Linked DNA regions of Bos taurus: region 2 is linked to region 1. Evidence: chromatin contacts called from public Hi-C data. All regions are on one chromosome and are shown on one strand. The core of a region is the stretch at or near the end of the contact, and the rest is flanking DNA. Distances in the headings are between cores, read along the strand shown. Region 1 holds the start of ESPN (espin). Region 2 overlaps ACOT7 (acyl-CoA thioesterase 7).

The links. Hi-C and Micro-C count contacts between places; a contact is called where the count stands out from the background.
Region 2: a Hi-C map of an unstated tissue shows a contact between it and region 1, with 2.9 times the contacts expected there. The contact joins the enhancer-like site here to the promoter of ESPN in region 1. A contact is called at or near these places in 5 of 11 Hi-C or Micro-C datasets (blastocyst, liver, skeletal muscle and 2 more).

The regions. Positions count from the first base shown.
Region 1 is chr16:46,942,453-46,945,152 of ARS-UCD2.0, reverse strand. It overlaps ESPN (espin), which reads left to right and starts at 1,371. Exons shown (of 14, transcript XM_024976766.2): 1 at 1,371-1,850. The coding sequence starts at 1,557.
Region 2 is chr16:47,023,798-47,026,497 of ARS-UCD2.0, reverse strand. The region is part of intron 1 of ACOT7 (acyl-CoA thioesterase 7); the gene reads right to left. Among named protein-coding and RNA genes, the nearest start is that of TRNAE-UUC, 37 kb to the right of the region's middle. Within about 2 kb of position 1,252, at least 52 of the 102 cell types and tissues checked have an H3K27ac peak or open chromatin away from gene starts, as enhancers often do. A contact at or near this core is called in liver, where this site is marked.

The sequences.
Region 1 (2,700 bases), core at 122-2,621:
GGAAAGATTGAAGGCAGTAGGAGAAAGGGACGACAGAGGATGAGATGGTTGGATGGCATCATCAACTCAATGGACATGAGCTTGAGCAAGCTTTGGGGGTTGGTGATAGACAGGGAAGCCTGGCGTGGTGCAGTCCATGGGGTCACAAAGAGTTGGACACAATTGAGCAACTAAAACACACACATACACACACACTTCACTCTAGGCATTTCCAGCACCATCCTGTGCCTGTCCCACTAGCCATTGGGTAAAGCAGCCCCTGGCAGAGCACTCGCAGGGCTCCAGTGGGGAGGTGGTGAGGAAGGGCCACTCCCATCAGGAGGAAGGACACCGGATGTTTCAAGGTCACCGGGTGTGCTGATCGAGTTCTTACAGCTACACAGCCCGTCTTCCAGCAGTTCTTTCTCCTGTCCAGCCCACGGGGCCTCCCTCCAGCTCCCACGAAGGGCTTCTGGCCAGGCAGGCAGGCAGATTGGTGCAAGTGTGCTCTTCTGGCCCACTGCCCTCCCAGGGCCATCCTGCACCCTTGCGGAGGGGTCCCAGGCCTGCTCCCCAGATGACTGCTCTGGAGTGCCTCCCCTGTGCCCGCCCCCTCCCGCTCCCCAGCCCTTGCAGCCTGCTTCTCTGTCTCTATTTATTTGGCAGCCTCAGGGCCCCAAGCTCACAGTTGACTCCCCCACCCCGGAGGGTACCTCTGGGCGCTCTCTGAGCCCAGGGTCTCTAGGACCAGAAACCAGAGTACACCAGGCCTTCCTGTCTTTTTCCCCTTCTTTCTCACCCTTCCTCGGGAAATCTGAAATCTGAGGACAGTTATTGGGGTCTGGGGGACCCAGAAAGGCTGAGGGCCCAGCACCCGTCCCACCCTCCAAGGCATAGACCCAGAACCCTTAAGGACTTGTTAGGCCGGTTCCTGGTGCGTGGCCCTTGCTCCCCAAGTCTCTCAGGCCTGGGGCTTTCCTCTGTGCGCCTTCGAATAAAGCCCAGCCCACCGCCCCTTCCCAGAAGGCCCTTCCCCGGCTGCCCACGTAGCCTCCACAACTCACTCCCTAGCTCCCCGTTTTCCTGTTCTGATCACACGGTCACTGTTTGCTGGCTTGTGTCCCCAGCGCCTCCAACTGGCACGGGATTGATGAATGAGTTCGTCTGGACGCTCTGGACGGCTCTCGAATTCGAACCCAGTCTGATCACCCTCTGGGGTCTCCGTTCTGACCGGAGTATAATAAATTAGGAGAGAAGTCCCTGGGCGCACCGCCCCTGTGGCTGCAGTCGAGCGCTCGGAGCGGAGGCGGAGTCGAGGGCGGGGCGGGGGCGGGGCGGGGGAGGGGGCAGGCTCGAGCCTTAAGCCGGGCGCCGCGGGTGCCCCCTGCCCCAGAGCGCGGCGGAGGCCGAGCTGAGCCGGCTGGGCAACGCGGGACAGAGGCCGGGCCGGCAGCCGCTCCGCCTCCCGACTCGCAGGCCCCGACGGCCCGGCCGCCGGCTCTCCCTGTGCCCGAGGAAGGGCTTATGGCGCCTCGGGGGACGCGCTGAGCCCGGGTCGCGGCGCCGCAGGCGGCACCATGGCCCTGGAGCAGGCGATGCAGGCGGCGCGCCAGGGCGACCTGGACGTGCTGCGGTCCCTGCACGCCGCCCGCCTGCTGGGGCCCTCGCTGCGCGACCCGCTGGACGCGCTGCCAGTGCACCACGCTGCCCGCGCCGGCAAGTTGCACTGTCTGCGCTTCCTGGTGGAGGAGGCCGGTCTGCCCGCTGCGGCCCGCGCGCGCAACGGCGCCACGCCGGCCCACGACGCCGCCGCCACCGGCCACCTCGCCTGCCTGCAGTTGCTGCTCTCACAGGGAGGCTGCGGAGTGCATGTGAGTTTGCGCCGCTCACTGGACCCCCGAGGGGGCTTCCTCCCCAGGAAGGAGTTCTGGCCTGGAGCCCTCGTGGCTCAAGGGTGGATGGTTTGGGGCACCGCGGAGCCAAGCCTGATTTGGAGTTCCTCCAAAGGACTCGGGACAGGGTGGGCTCCTGGGTTGAGAGTACCCGAGCAGATGCTCTGGCAAGCCCTCGTCACCACCTAGATTACCAGGTGAGAAACCGGAATGGAGTTGGGCTCGACCAGGATAGCATTTAAGGTGAGGGTGTGGGAAACTCACTGATCCAGGGAGAGAGTGGGCGGGGGGAACGGAGGGCCTGGAGTCAGAAGCCCATGTCCTTCAGGATCAGGTCTGGGAAGGGTGGTGCACAAAATCTTGCAGCCCACCCCAGGCTGAGTTGCATGTGTCCCTAAGGAGGGGGGGAGTTGGTAAATGGGGTCCTTCCCAGGATTTGAGCTGATCCCAGGACATCAGCACCTTCCCACCTCCGAGCTTCTTCAGCTTAGCCTGAGTCTTCCTGCCTGAGACCCCACCTGGTCTCACTCAGCGGCCACCGGGCTGGTATCAGCCAGTCTGGCCTCTCCTGAGTGGGATGAAAAGAGGCAGCTCAGGTCTGGTGCGTAGCTTTCCTGCTCAGTCCTGCCAGAAACAGAGCATCCAGCAGGGTCTAGACCTGGGGTCCAGGTGTGCTCCCGATCCCCTGGAACTGTCAGTCCATCAGGACACTGAACAGCAAACACACAGGCTAGAGAGTAAGCCAGGTACCACCAGGTACTGCTAGGCCATATGGGGGGAGCATCAGGCAGCTGCTTGGGCAAGGTGGCCAGAGAAGGCCCCCCCGAGG
Region 2 (2,700 bases), core at 3-2,502, 81 kb before region 1:
TCGGATCTATTGCTAGTAACCAATTGATAAAGTATATAAGGTCTTGCTAAGACTAGTAGGGGGGCACTCTTCTGCCTCCTTCTGGTGTCTGTGTCAGAAGATTTCTCTATCCCTTGTTACTTTAATAATAATACTTTTGCTGCATGAAGCTCTTGAGTGACTGAAGCCGCGTCTATGATCCCAAAGCGAAATTTTCTCCTTCAGAGATCACGAATCTGACACCATTCACCATAAGCTACCACTAGAAAAGGCAAAACTATGAGACAATTTTTAAAAGTCCATGTTTGGACTTGCCTGGTAGTCCAGTGGTTAAATTCATGTGCCAATGCAGGGGTGTGTGCTTAGTCACTCAGTCGTGTCCAGCTCTTTGTGACCCCATGGGCTGTAGCCCACCAGGCTTCTCTGTCCATGAGGATTCTCCAGGCAAGAATGCCCACCTCCAGGGGATCTTCCCAACACAGGGATTGAACCCAGGTCTCCCACATTGCAGGTAGATTCTTTAACATCTGAGCCACAGGGGAAGCCCAAGAATACTGGAGTGTGTAGCCATTCCCTTCTCCCTGGGATCTTCCCGACCCGGGAATCAAACTGCGGTGTCCTGCATTGCAGGCAGATTCTTTATGGGTTCATAAAGAATGTGGGTTCATCGGCTGCGACAGATGCACCTCTCTGTTGGGGCTGCTGATAAAGGCCGAGGCTGTGCATGTAGGGCAGAGGGCATGCGGGGAGCCTTTGCACTTTCTTCTCCGTTTTGCTGTGAAACTAAAGCTGCTCTGAGGACTTCCCTGGCGTCCAGGGGTTCGGACTGCTTTCACTGTGGGGAACTAGGCTCCAGCAAAAACAAAAACTGCTCAAAAAGTAACCTCTATTAAAAAATGTTATAGAAAATATTTTTAATGTTTTGAGTTTTAAAAATTCCTGCTTATACTACTAAGCTCTTTTTTTTAAGTTTAAGAGGTAGCCAATTCAAATAACAAAACAACCTCTATCAAACAACATTACAATATCAAACTCTTTCCTTTGAATTTGTTTTCAACTTAGTAAAGACCAGATGGTCCACCTCTACTCACAGGCCTAAGGGCCAGGCAGGGGTCCAGACAGGGGAGGACTGAAACGATTCTACACCACACAGCCTTCCCCAGGAGCACCAGAGATCGCCTCTGGGGAGCCTGACGTATTTCTGCCTGTTTGTAAAGTGGGGCTGTGTATGCCGGGCTGGCTCAGAGCCAGGAAGAGCAAACAGAGGGCCCCAAGGCCAAGGAGGAAGTGCTCACATCCGGGAGGGCCTGAGGAGGGAGAGGCCGGGGAGGACACACCTCTGAGACACGAGGACACGGGACAGAGCCTGGAGCCACCCTGCGACACTGAGGGTCCGGACAGACCCCACAGCACCAACATCCCACTAACTCCGGAGGGGACCCTGGGTACTGAGCTCCAGGCCCACCCCCACCCCCTCGTCCTGGTCACCCCAGGTCCTGCCCAAGGACTGTCCTAGCGTCCCCAGGCCAGCTGACACCCACATGGTGCAGACGCAAACCTTCCCCAGGGACCTGATCCTGCCTCTGCTCTGCAGTTCTGCAAACAAGAAGGGCCATAGCCCAGGTCCGGCAGCCCCTCCCTGGGGCCCCAAATCAGATGCCTCCCCCAGGGCATCACCGTGATTCCATCCCAGCCTCCACCCCAAAGCCAGGGCTATGGTCCTGCACCTGGCCGCCCTCCCTTTGTCCCCTCCTTCCTCCAAAGAGCTCTGGAGCTGCTCGGCAGGGTCTTCCTCAACTCACTTCCCCCTGAACTCCCGCCATGCGTGTCACCTCCAGACAGGCAGGAGTGTGAGCGACCAGGGCAGCCAGGGGAACGTGCAGCCTCTCGGTGGAGCTCCTGCTTTCCCATTTTTAGCAAAGAGACAGATATGGAAAGTGTTTCGCTTTCCTCTTTTCTATCAGAAAAGAAGCAAAGACAGCCCAGTGGAGCACACACGATGCCACACGGCACTGCCCACTGGTCTCTGGTCAGGGAGGTGAAGGGGTGGTATTGGGTGGTATTGGCCCTCACAGCTGGCCAGCTGCATCCGTGCAGGGGTTTGAGTTGAGGATACCAAAGAACTGAGTTTTCTAGAGAAGCCGGCAATCCAGAGTTTAATGTGAAATCTCTTGGAATTTGACTGGCAGCACCTGACTGTTGAAATGGCCTCCACGCAGGCCAGCTCTGTGAGGGCAGAGCAGGTGGTGGGCCTGACCCCATCCTGGGGGGACTCTGTGTGCCCCATTCTCTTTCCCACCTCTCTCTGCCCCTCTGCCCATGCCAACCTGCAACTCTCTCAGTCCTTGAACCCCAGAAGCTCCAGGGAAAAGTGGACAGTTGGGCCAGGGAGCCCTTCCTGTGACCCCCATCCCCAACGTCTTCTCAGCTGGCCAGTGGCAGGGACACTGCCTCCTGTGACCAGGCCTACGCACCCCAAGATCCTCTCCACCATCTTCCTCTCTCCCTGCCCTCCCAGCAGTGGCATCTGGAATGTCACCACCCTGTTTCTCACCACCCCTCCCCCTCCATTCCAGCCACTCCTGCTCCAAACCACAGGATGAGCTGGCCAGGGATGGGCCCACGGAACCAAAGCAGACACCGCCTCCTCCCTGCTAACCTCTGAAGCAAACACTAAGCTGATGACAAGAGCAGGAAGGAAGCCACACACACTGGGGTTAC